Linked DNA regions of Xenopus tropicalis: region 1 is linked to region 2. The links are chromatin contacts, called in public Hi-C maps. All regions are on one chromosome and are shown on one strand. The core of a region is the stretch at or near the end of the contact, and the rest is flanking DNA. Distances in the headings are between cores, read along the strand shown. Region 1 overlaps LOC105947943 (fibroblast growth factor 2-like). Region 2 overlaps kmt5c (lysine (K)-specific methyltransferase 5C).

Region 1 (6,147 bases), core at 2,786-5,285, 99 kb after region 2:
ATTAGAACAATTTCACTAAGAAAAATAATGCTACGATGTGACAAGCCGCGTAATTTTCATGCTGGCAGCTACTAAGGTGAGGCTACCCACAATAACAAAGGAACAGTTCACTGATGCAATAAGCTTCATACACAAAGCAGCCACTGTCCATTATGTATATGTGTGTTTTATGTATGAGAGAGAGACAGCTGCAGGGCCAATGCTGGTCTCAATTCAGCTACTATGTAATGATGTACCAGGCTGTGTGCCAATGGTACTTGCCTGCACAAAGTATTTGGCTTCCTTCCTTTCCTATTTCTGGTTAGAGAATGTTACTGACTGCCGCCTTGCCTACCACAACTCCATGGTTCAAACTATGGCACTCGAGCTCATGTTAAACTTCAAATCCCTGTTTTCTCCCTAAGATACAGTATGTGACTGCACTGGGAGCTGTAGTTCATTGGGTTTCCATACTTTAAGGGGGAGATTTATCAGTGTTCGAGTTTGATTTTTTTTTTCACGATTCGAGTTTTTTTGCAAAAAAACCCCCTCAATTATGTTTCAAAAACTTACATAGTAACATAGTAAGTTGGGTTGAAAAAAGACATACGTCCATCAAGTTCAACCATAATGCCTATATATAACCTGCCTAACTACTAGTTGATCCAGAGGAAGGCAAAAAACCCCATCTGAAGCCTCTCTAATTTGCCGCAGAGGGGAAAAAATTCCTTCCTGACTCCAAGATGGCAATCGGACCAGTCCCTGGATCAACTAGTACTAAGAGCTATCTCCCATAACCCTGTATTCCCTCACTTGCTAAGAATCCATCCAGCCCCTTCTTAAAGCTATATAATGTATCAGCCAGAACGACTGATTCGGGGAGGGAATTCCAGAACTTCACAGCTCTCACTGTAAAAAATCCTTTCCGAATGTTTAAATGGAACCTCCCTTCTTCTAAACGAAGTGGGTGCCCTCGTGTCCGTTGGAAGGACCTACTGGTAAATAAAACATTAGAAAGGTTATTATATGATCCCTTTATATATTTATACATAGTTATCATGTCACCTCTTAAGCGCCTCTTCTCCAGTGTAAACAGACCCAACTTGGCCAGTCTTTCTTCATAACTGAGACTTTCCATACCCTTTACCAGCTTAGTTGCCCTTCTCTGGACCCTCTCTAACTCAATAATGTCCCGTTTGAGCACTGGAGACCAAAACTGAACAGCATATTCTAGATGGGGCCTTACCAGCGCTCTGTAAAGGGGAAGAATAACCCCCTCCTCCCGTGAATCTATACCCCTTTTAATACAGCTCAAAACCTTGTTTGCCCTTGCAGCTGCTGCCTGGCATTGCTTGCTACAGCCAAGTTTATTATCTACAAGGACTCCAAGGTCCTTCTCCATTAGGGATTTGCCTAGTGCAGTCCCATTAAGGGTATACGGGGCTTGCATATTTTTACATCCCAGGTGCATGACCTTACATTTATCCACATTAAATCTCATCTGCCACTTAGCTGCCCAGATTGCCAGTTGGTCAAGATCCTGCTGCAGGGATGTCACATCCTGGATAGAATTGACTGGTCTGCAGAGTTTTGTGTCATCTGCAAACACTGATACATTACTCATAATACCCTCCCCTAAGTCATTTATGAACAAATTAAACAAAAGTGGACCCAGTACAGAACCCTGAGGGACCCCACTGAGAACCTTACTCCAAGTAGAGAATGTACCATTAACAACCACCCTCTGTACCCGATCCTGTAGCCAGTTTTCTATCCAGACATTCAAGTTCTATCCAACTTGAATGTCTGGTATTTATTAAGTTAAAAAAACTCGAAAACGTGAATGTAAGAAGCTTGCGAGTGTCTACAGAAGTCAATGGGAATAGTCCTAGGCAAAAGTCAAGCCATTTGTAAACTAGAAAAATTGTAGGCATTCAAGTTTCTTATTCTTATCACAGGCATCTATGAATCCTATGATTAAGGGTCAGACAGACCGAAACGCCTAAGGCTTTATAAGATGAGTGTATAACAAAGGTTTTTTTCTTTTTAAACAGGATTGTTTGCCTATAAATGAACTTTTAGTATGATGTAGAGGGTGATATTCTGAGACAATTTGCAATTGGTCTTTAATTTGTATATTGTTTGCTCTTTGAAATATTTAGCTTTTTGTTAAATAGCTTAAGAGATTTAATTTAGCAGCTATTGGGTTGCTAGGGTCCAAAATACCTATCAACCAAGCAGAGGTGTGAGTGAGAGATTGGAATAGGAGAGGCCTATATACAAGGATAAGTAACACAATATAACAATGACAATAAAATCTCGGATAACAATTTTTTGGCTTCCCGTGGCCCCAATTTAAAAGCTGGAAAAAGAAGAAGGCAAATCATTTAAAAAATATAAAATATTTAAAATGATGACCAATTGAAAAGTTGCTAAGAAATGTTAATTTTACAACATACTAAAAGTTAATTCAGCCAAATCACAGAGAGGGAGCTCACAAAGACAGGCCAAGTAGCCCCAACGCAAAAGCAAAAAGCCTGAAAGATAACGAGTACAGCACCTATGTGGAGTGGATTTCGGAACAATCCTGCTTGAATATGATGTTCCGCTCTGAAACCCACTCCATGTGCCTTCACCAGGCAAGTTGCAAAGACTCCAGGTACTGGCACATAAAGAAGCTTCTTGGCGCATAGTGGTGGTATCACTTTGTATGGCAATATCCTAGTAAAGGACTCCGTGCACGGCTTCCCCTTATAGCAGAATAAATCTACATAAAAGCTTACATTATTTGTCTAATAAACAAAAAAAAATACAAAAATATCAACATTTTAACCATTTATTGCATTTATAGGGACCACTTCAGCCACGAGGCAAGGCAAGAAATGCCTCTGGCAGGAGTGGCCCTGATAGGAACAAGGGCAAATCCTAAGGCACGACTGGCACCTTAGCATTCTTGTAGAAATGCTGAACATGTTTATATTAAAAATCTCATTGTTCTTATACAGAGAGATTGAAGTAACTTGTTGCCCCTGTAATGATTTCAGCATCCTCTGGTTACTGTGATGGGCTTGAATATAATACAGCAGTTCTTTGATTGTGATCTAAAGTTGCTGTACCACAGTGCTGCCTCTTTATGCCCCAACCCACCACCACCCCTCTATAACATCATCCATCCTGACCTCCACATTTATCTTACTGACAGATGTCTTAAAGAGAACGTGTCCGTTTTCAGACTGTTTTTAAGAATAGGAACACATTCCTATTGTTAACTGAGAAACTGACAGGCTCTCTTTAAATAATATCTGTAGGAGGTATAAAGAGAGAGCACTGTATAGATATTCCATTCATTCTACGTTGATTGTAGATGTTTCCTCAGGTGCTACAGATGAGGTCTCACATTTACATTCAGTTTGTAGTTGGGATTTCCTCATTGCAGTGGCCGTATTCCAGGTTTCAGCCTCAGTGTATCTAAATGCAGACAGGGCCATCTTATGCGTAGCTGTTCTCTTCTTCTTCTGACTTTTTCTGTCCTCTCCATCCTTAAATCTGAATCTGTCTTCTGTGGGGGCACAGACACCTGCAAAGACAATTATAATCATTAAAATACATACATAAACATATACGTATAAATAGGTATTATTTCTCCCTGTTACTTTCCCAGTTCCCCAGAGTAAAATCTGCCTTTGGTGTCTGTCTTGCTCACTAAGCTCATCTCTCCTTCTATCACTGTTAAGTCTTGCTGGGCATAAGCACTGCTGTATTTAGGTACGGTGCCACCCTAGGCACCACACTGAAGTGCACCCCCCAACTGCACATGCACACATGAGTGTGATGTCCTATCATATCTGGATGAGCATGACATCACTTCTGCCCACGACACGCTATGATGTAGATGGTACCCCTCACTCCCCAAGTTCCGCTGCTAGATTCACACAGCAAGACTCCTGCAGTGACTGGGGATATTAACTTGTTATATGGGCACCCAAGGGTGGCCCCTTTAAAGCTGCTGCCCTGGGTGTGTGCTCATGGGTGCCTATATATAAATACAGCCCTGGGCGTAAGCCACTTGTTTTCTGCTACTATAACTCATTATTAACCCCTATAAAAAAGCAAATACCCCCAAGACAATGTGCAATACAAGCACTGAGATAAAAAACCTACACCTTACCCCAGGGTTAATTTGGCAACAGTGAGACAAGGAGGAAAACTTTAATAACAGCTCTGGGATTTCTAGCAAATGTAATTATGGCACTGGGTTTGGCCTTTACTTACGGTTCCTGGTGCGCTCCCACTATCTCTCAGAATGGCCCTGTCTGGAGACTGGACTACGGCAGCTCAAGTGGCTCACGTTTTTGGGAAGCTGCTTTGGTCAATTTCATCAGCTTCTCCTCTTGCTGTTTACCACTTTCCATCTGAACTGGCAAATCTTTTTCCCTTGTGCGTCTCATAAAATAACTGCAAGGGCCAAAAATCTTGTTAACAAATACATCATGTAAAAGAAATACAAATTACTGTATGTATTCACTCTAAAGATATAAATATAATATAGTACTAAAGCTTTCCATTTGAAGGTGATACTTTTAAACAGTTCTTTACATTGAAATAGAATTAAAATGCACTTACCCAATTCCAACAGCCACAAATGTAACCAATATGCACAAGGCAATAAGAAAAATGGCTGCTATCATAATTGTAAAGTCATCGACGTGCTCTTCAGAGCTGGTCTGAACAGGGGGTTTGGTTACTGGCGGAGAAGTAACTGGGGCTGGTGTCACTGCAAAAGATAGGCAAACCCCAATATCTGTTAATATGTATATAAGGTATGGCCCACTGTATCTTATAAGCATGTAATGTGCATTAAAGTCAAGGAGTGTTTATAAGGCTTACAATTGTCACTGTGACAATTGTTGGTTTGGAAACACTTTTGGTTTGGAAACACTTTTGCATCACTTTCATTTCAAATTTTCTTTGAAGGGAAGACATTTTACTTTACTAAAATAGGCCTGGCCTAACCAGCATTTTTAAGTACCGACCCATAAAAGATAATTCCTGATATAAAGTTTGACATCCAAATGGAAAAAAATGAAAGGGTAAATTGTTGCCTACTGAACAGTGCCATCTGCTGGGTGTTTTAGGGTAATCCATGTGCCTTATTGGCAATGTGAATTCCACAACCCAAACTTTTGTGCTTTTCTAGTTCAGCCTTTTAACATTAACATCATTTTCACTTTCTTGGGTAATGTAGTATTATTTACTCTCATTTTAGTAAATTAAGTTATCTGTTAGTGACCAACACACATGGTATAACCTGTTAACTGTACCCTAAATTATGTTATATGTTGTATATATATATGCTATATATTATGTTATATGCTGAGACCATAATGTATAGAGCATTTGTGTGCTTCTAATAAGTCTCTGTTCTTAATTTATTAGAGTGATTCTTATTGACATGTCTGGTTGATGACTGACAAGGAGTGCTGTATATGCTGTAGGCTTATAAATATAGAATATTTACCTTTTACTATAATATCTACACTTCCATAGACAAACTTTGAAGCTTTGGATCTTGCAGTACAAGTATAATCCCCTGCATCATCCTTGTTAGCTAAGTATTTTACCAGTTTTGGAGCATCCACGGTCTTTACAAGTACCATTTTTCCATTCACCTTCTGAAAAGCAATGTATAATAAACAATAATAAGGCGCCATTCAGACCAGTGCTACTTAAAATTAAATGCACCCTTTCATAATGACATTCCATTCTGAGACAATCTGCAGTTGATGTAATGTTTCATTTTTAGATTTAAATTTTCTGATTGGCAACTTTGCCGCCTGGAATCGTAACTGCTAAATGGTTGCTAGGGCTTATAACCTGAGCAACCAGTTAGCAGTTTTAAAGTTAGAATGGAAGATCATTAGAGAGGGTCAGTTCAATAAACAGATAGCAAATACCTTTTCAAGAACATATTCCAACTGATCCCAAATTCGGGAATGATACTCCACAAAGCAGTTGAAATAGAAGTCTCCGTCCTCTTGCACAATAACATTGCGAGCTACAAAAAGATATTATTCAGTTTAACGAGGTTAAAATCACCACAAAAGCTGTCTGTATAGCAAAGTATTAAACAAGACAAGTGATAAGGATATGGGAAAAACACTTACTGGC
Region 2 (7,001 bases), core at 4,427-6,926:
CAAACCGGCTAAACAGTTTTGTCCCATATGGGCCCCCCCCCCCCTCAAGTCCCTGAGGTTAGGAAGCTGAAAGCAGGAAGTAGTGTTCTGGCCTTTATGTTGGACATCTGCCCACTCCAGCCCTTATAGATTAAATTTTTGACTAACCTACTATATTAGAAATATTTTTTTATTTTGCAGTCTATCTATTTACCCAGTTTTATTTTTACACTGAACTGTACCTTTACATACCAAGAAAGTCACTGAATATTCAGTTCAGAAACTCGTGACTGCTGCCAACCTTCAGTCCCCATGAGTGTCGGGTAAAATACTGGTGGATAAATAGTGCATGGAGTGTTTAACAAATGGTAGCAGCTTGTCACTCCCATAGCTAGCCCTGCATATGTCTACATGTCTACTGCTACTTGCTGCGATCCTTTCAGGTAAGCCAGCAGTGGGGTTGCTCCTAAAGTGCTAGTTAAAGCAGCATGCATTTCCCAGGAGCACCTGTAATTGTCAGAGTGTCACAGGGAGGTAAGGGTTTCTGTGCATATTCTATACCTAGGTAACTCGGTTTTTGCACTGAGAATCAGCAACCTTCTTTACTTTTATTGTGAATCATCTTTTTATCCTTGTCAACCCCAAAAATAATCTTTTTGCCCAATAAAAAAAAAACATAATTCCAAGCAACTTTCCAATGTAAATTTATTGAAAATTTGTAGTACATTAAAAGTTAGTAGTAAATGTAATTGCTATTGAAAGCAGCATTTACTGAGCTACTTTTTGAACAATGGTGCAAAGGTCAGTCTGCTCGAGCGAGTCAGGTCTGGCAGGCTGCTGCCTTGTGTTACATTGCTTCAAATGCTAGAGCCCCCAAGGCAGAGAATAGAAAAGGACAGACAAACACTACTTCTAATAGCAATTAAACAAAGAAGTCATTGCAAATTTGTAATGAATGTATATTGCGAAGTTGCTTAGAATTGTGTTTTTATGAGGCAAAAAATTCTATTTTGGGTTGACTTGTCCTTTAATAAATACGTACCAGACACATCCTGCTTTAAGTTGCAGTTTCCGAATAATTAAATAACTTTCCCTTGAGAACAAGGTTAAAGCAAGCAACAGTGTAAAAAGCATGTGTGGGGAATGAAACAATACCATCATGTACTTGTATCTGATATATATGTTCTGCCGCAGTGCCATGCCCACTATACGGAGGCAGCATCACCTGCGGGAGGCTCTGCAAACATTCCGTAAGAAAAAGGACCTGGAAGCTGCATATCACTCCCTAGCAGCAGGGGAATGGGCTCGTCATTACTTCCAAAGCCGGACCCGGCAACAGGAGAGTCTGCTAAAGACACATGTATGTATCCTGACTTATACAGTAGCGCCTCTCATCTGTTGAACCCACAATTCCCTTGTTTTCCTGAGTTATCTGCCTTTATCTATCAAGCTGTTTTAAGACGGTGTGTAATTTGTCTGCAGTTTATCTCAGCATATCAATCTCTGTACATGCTAAAAACCTAATTCCCAAATACTTAAAGCAGGGATCCCCAACCTTTTATACCTGAGAGCCACATTCAATTGGAAAACATTTTTGAGAGCAACACAATTATGAAAAAAGTTCCTGGGTGTGCCAATAAGAACTTAAATTGGCTATTCGGTAGCCCCTATGTTGACTGGCAGCCTACAGAAGCCTCTCTTTGGCAATTACACTGGATTTTTATGCAATCAAAGCTTGCCTCCTTACCAGAAATTCAAAAATAAACACCTGATTTGGGGACACTGGGAGCAACATCCAAGGGGTTGAGGAGCAACATGTTGCTCATGAGCCACTGGTTGGGGATCACTGACTTAAAGGGATTCTGTCATGATTTTTATGGTATAGTTTGTAGTTTTTTAGCTGTAATATTGGTGTGTAGGAGCCATCTCAGTGCATTGTGCCTGAGTCTGAGCTTTCAGAAGGAGCCAGCGCTACACATTAGAACTGCTTTCAGCTAATCTTTTGTTTCTCCTACTCCCATGTAACTGGAGGAGTCCCAAATAACTACGTATTACTTTTCAGTTGAGTTTGATTTTGTATGTGGTGAAATGTGCGCCTTTATTGACAGGACAGTGGTGTATTTGCCCAATAAAAGCCTGAGAAATGACCCGTTATACAAGTAATTGTACCTTATTAATGGGGCTTACATTTCCAGTTCCATAGCAATACGACAAGGAAGATTAATGCCTCCAACTTCCTTTTGCAGAGCTTCATATCTTTGTGATCTAGGTCAGTACAACACTGGCTCCCTATGCTCAAGATATTCTGCTGATCAGCACACTGTACTGCCTGCTGATGTGACCGGTGGGGGGGGGTGGGGTGCAGGCAAAGATTTGAATGAATAATCATACCAACAAGTAATGGGGAGGATTTGGATTGACATCTCGGCATTAAACATTTTATCCCTTTTAATTTGGATTTTTCTATCATTTAGCCTTGTCCGCATGTTTTTCAGATATTCCGATATCTCCGAATGTTTCTTCCAGAGAGTGGATTCATGATTCTCTCCTGTTGTCGGTACTCTCTAGAAACCAACGGAGCAAAAGTGGTCTCTACGAAGGCATGGTAAGATAAATGGGTTCCTAAGATGGCCATACACGCACCAATAAAATCTGATTCGTACAATTTTCATACCGTGTGTTGTCTCAGAATTCTCATCCTGATAATTTTTTTACCACGCCATTTGGTTGTTTAGTCAGACAGGTTAGAAGATTATGGTCGGTTAATGATAAAATCTGCGTGTGTATTGTGTATCTGGGGGACCTACAATGGGAGTCACTTTTGTAAGATTGGTACCTGCCAACTGCTTCATGTTCAGAAAATTCTCTTTATTTTTAGGGTTTTATTCTACAATTTCAGTCTAAGGGGCTGATTTACTAAGACACGATTTCGAATCCGAATTGGAAAAATTCCGATTGGAAACGAACATTTTGCGACTTTTTCGTATTTTTTGCGATTTTTTTCGGCGTCTTTACGATTTTTGCGTAAAAACGCGAGTTTTTCGTAGCCATTACGAAAGTTGCGCAAAGTCGCGATTTTTTCGTAGCGTTAACACTTGCGCGCAAAGTCGCGCCTTTTCCGTAGCGTTAAAACTTAAAAGGCGCGACGTTTCGCGCAAGTTTTAAAGCTACGAAAAAATCGCGACTTTGCGCAACTTTCGTAATGGCTACAAAAAACTCGTAAAGAAGCCGAAAAAATCGCAAAAAATCGCAAAATTACCGATCATTACGAAAAAAACGCAATTGGACGCATTCGGCCCGTTCGTGGGTTAGTAAATGTGCCCCTAAGTGTCCATTTTAGATCATTGCATATAAATGTACGATCAATATCCGAAGTGCCGCACCTTTTTTAGTATTTTGTAGAAACTGTCTGTTCGTGCGGGCGCAAGATCCAGTATAAAAGTTAATTCTGTTGAAGGTGCTTTGAAGGCAGTAAGGTTGTGCTAGGGTTACTTTTTTTCTAATGCATACCAAACGACAGTGTCTCAAATCCTTAGATATCTATATAGATAGTGATAGAAAGTGATGCAGGGGTAGAATCCCTTATCTGAAACCTTTTATCCAGACAGCTATGATTTATGGAAAGACCACCTCCTTTAGATTATTCACATTTTCTGTGTAATAATAAAACAGTACAGATACCAGGACCTGTTATCCAGAAAAAAGGAGTCTTTCCCTAATTTGCATCTCCATAACTTAAATCTACTAGAAAATATTTTCAACATTTATTATTATAACAGTTATTAAACCCAATAGGATTGTTTTGGCTCCAATAAGGGGTAATTATATCTTAGTTGGGATGAAGTACAGGTACTGTTTTATTATTACAGAGAAAAGGGAATCATTTAACCATTAAATAAACCCAATAGGGCTGTTCTGCCCCAATAAGGGGTAATTATATCTTAGTTGGGATCAAGTACAGGTACTTTTTTATTATTACAGAGAAAAGGGAATCATTTAACCATGAAATAAACCCAATAGGGCTGTTCTGCCCCAATAAGGGGTAATTATATCTTAGTTGGGATCAAGTACAGGTACTTTTTTATTATTACAGAGAAAAGGGAATCATTTAACCATGAAATAAACCCAATAGGACTGTTCTGCCCCCAATAAGGGGTAATTATATCTTAGTTGGGATCAAGTACAGGTACTGTTTTATTATTACAGAGAAAAGGGAATCATTTAACCATTAAATAAACCCAATAGGGCTGTTCTGCCCCCAATAAGGGGTAATTATATCTTCGTTGGGATCAAGTACAGGTACTGTTTTATTATTACAGAGAAAAGGAAATACTTTTTAAAAATTAGAATTATTTAATTAAAATGGAGTCTGTGGGAGGTGGACATCCCATAATTTGGAGCTTTCTGCATAATAGGCTTCCAGAGAACGAATCCCATATTTGTAGCCCATACTCAATGGTAACTAATCTGCATGAATCCATATTATTGGCACAACAATTAGTTTTAAGTTAACTTTTAGTATGTTTATAGAATGACCTATTCCTAGCAACTTTCAGTTGGTTTCATTAATTATTTTTAATAGTTTTTGAATTATTTGTCTTTCTGTTCTGTCTCTTTTCAGCTTACAAATAGGGGTCGCTGACCAAATAAAACTATTGCTCTGTGAGGCTACAATTTTATTGTTACTTCTTATTCCTTATGTTTCTATGCAGGCCCTATGTTATTCATACTCCCATCTTTTATTTAAACTAGGGATGCAACGAACCCGCTTTTTTGGGTTCAGCAGAAACTCCGAACCCACCCAGCAGGATTCGACCGAACCTTATTACAATATGCTGATTAGGATTGGAAGGGGTTAAAAATCTTTTTTCACTGCCCATTTAACCCTTTCTGAATTTTAATTAGCATATGCTAATACGCAGATCCGGCCGAAACGAAATCCTTAAAAAACCACCGGGATTTTGCTGAATCCCGGATTCGATGCATCCCTAGTTTAAACCACTGCCTAGTTGCTAGGGTTAATAAGACTCTAGCAACCAGATAGCTGCTAAAATACCAAATACCGCTGAACAAAAAGCTAACTGAAAAACCATAACAATTAGACAATGAAGACCAATTGCAAATTCTCTCAGAATATCAATGTCTGCAACATATTAAAAGCTAATTTAAAGGTGAACTACCCCTTTAATTGTTAATTAAGGCTGGTAGTCCTCTAACCCTTTCCTCGTGTGTTGAACTGATGGATGCTGAGATATGAATTCTTTCTGCTTTCTGTGGTAGGAACAGAGAGCAAAGGATTGGGAATGGTCTGAGGGTCAGGCTATCATGGTTCCCTCTCAATCTGAGGAATATAAATGTATGTATTGGCAGTTCAGTATGCTAACAAGTACCACAAGTGACTGGTATAAAACGGTCTGAATGGTAAAAGGGCCGTGTATGACTGCTATAGTGGCCGCTGCACACAGCTTTGTGCCTTTAGGTTTTCATCTCTAAGCATAATGGCACATGTGATTTGCTTGGAATTTGTCTTTGCCTTCAAACCCCTTGGGGGAATGTATAAGAAACGGCAGTGGATCATGTTTCACAATAATCAGTGGGAATCTCCTTGGTGCCGAGCGCACAATTAGCCCATAAAAACATCCCCACCCTTATTTTTAGCTGATAATGACTTTCCTGTGCCGTACTCACAGCTGCAGAGACAAAGGCACCCTGAGATCATTGCAAGGTGTGAACCTTTGTCTTCTTCTGCCCTTTGTATTCTCTAGCATGTGTCTGTTGGTATTTTAGGTGCAAGAATGAAAAGATTGAGCTCCTGGTGGGGTGCATCGCTGAACTAAGCAAAGCAGACGAGACCCTGCTCCGTTTTGGAGATAATGATTTTAGCGTCATGTACTCCACTCGGAAAAAGTGTGCACAGCTCTGGCTAGGGCCGGCTGCCTTCATCAACCACGGTAAGTCAATTGGATTGTCTTCTCCATTTTAATTAAGGTAAATATGATGTATAAGTGGCTGTCATTTAATGATCATATTTATAAGTAGCCATTCAGGGGAATGGTCCTTGCTTCTCTGTGCAATTTTATCCTTTATAGCAGGGGTCCCCAACCTTTCTGTGAGCAACATTTAAATGTAAAAAAGAGTTTGGGAACAAAACAAGTATGAAAAATGTCCTAGGGGTGCACAATACGGTCTGTGGCTATTTGGTAGCCCCTATGTGCACTGGCAGCCTACAGGAGGTTGTTTGGCAGTACATCTGGTTTTTATGCAACCAAAACTTGCTAGAATTTTTAAAAATAAGCACCTGCTTTGAGGCCACTGGGGGCAACATGTTACTCCTGAGCCACTGGTTGGGGAACACTGCTTTATAGGAATGAGAGAACAGTGCCATCAGGTGGTTATAAGTGGTGTTGCTCTGCTAAAGACTTTAATACAAGCAAGCAATTGAACTTACTGTAAGATAGCTGAGCATAGTCTTCTATTGATGAGAGATTAATAAGCGAACGTAATATAATTGGTTATATATTCTAAATATGTTGTACAGGTATGGGATCTGTTATCTTGAAACCCATTATCCAGAAAGCTCCAAATTATGGGAAGACTTTATTAGAGTCTCCATTTTATACAAATCTAATTTAAAAAAAAAAAAAATATTCCCTTTTCTCTGTAATAATAAAACAGTACCTGTACTTGATCCCAACTAAGATATAATTATCCCTTATTGGGGGCAGAACAGTCCTATTGGGTTTATTTCTTGGTTAAATGATTCCCTTTTCTCTGTAATAATAAAACAGTACCTGTACTTGATCCCAACTAAGATATAATTACCCCTTATTGGGGGCAGAACAGCCCTATTGGGTTTATTTCATGGTAAAATGATTCCCTTTTCTCTGTAATAATAAAACAGTACCTTGTTCTTGATCCCAACTTAAATATAATTGATCCTTATTGGGGGAAAAACAATCCTTTTGGGTTTATTTAGTATTTTATATAAGACTAAAAGTATGGCGATTCAAATTACAGAAAGA

The links. Hi-C and Micro-C count contacts between places; a contact is called where the count stands out from the background.
Region 1: a contact with region 2 is called in a Hi-C map of brain, with 2.3 times the contacts expected there. The contact joins two enhancer-like sites. A contact is called at or near these places in 4 of 5 Hi-C or Micro-C datasets (brain, gastrula embryo, neurula embryo and 1 more).

The regions. Positions count from the first base shown.
Region 1 is chr7:114,325,151-114,331,297 of UCB_Xtro_10.0, forward strand. All of the region lies in intron 1 of LOC105947943 (fibroblast growth factor 2-like), which reads left to right. Among named protein-coding and RNA genes, the nearest start is that of bcat2, 61 kb to the right of the region's middle. Within about 2 kb of position 4,036, at least 3 of the 11 cell types and tissues checked have an H3K27ac peak or open chromatin away from gene starts, as enhancers often do.
Region 2 is chr7:114,224,380-114,231,380 of UCB_Xtro_10.0, forward strand. kmt5c (lysine (K)-specific methyltransferase 5C) reads left to right here. Exons shown (of 9, transcript NM_001127119.1): 3 at 1,174-1,339; 4 at 2,475-2,584; 5 at 5,767-5,930. Among named protein-coding and RNA genes, the nearest start is that of kmt5c, 7.7 kb to the left of the region's middle. Within about 2 kb of position 5,677, at least 4 of the 11 cell types and tissues checked have an H3K27ac peak or open chromatin away from gene starts, as enhancers often do.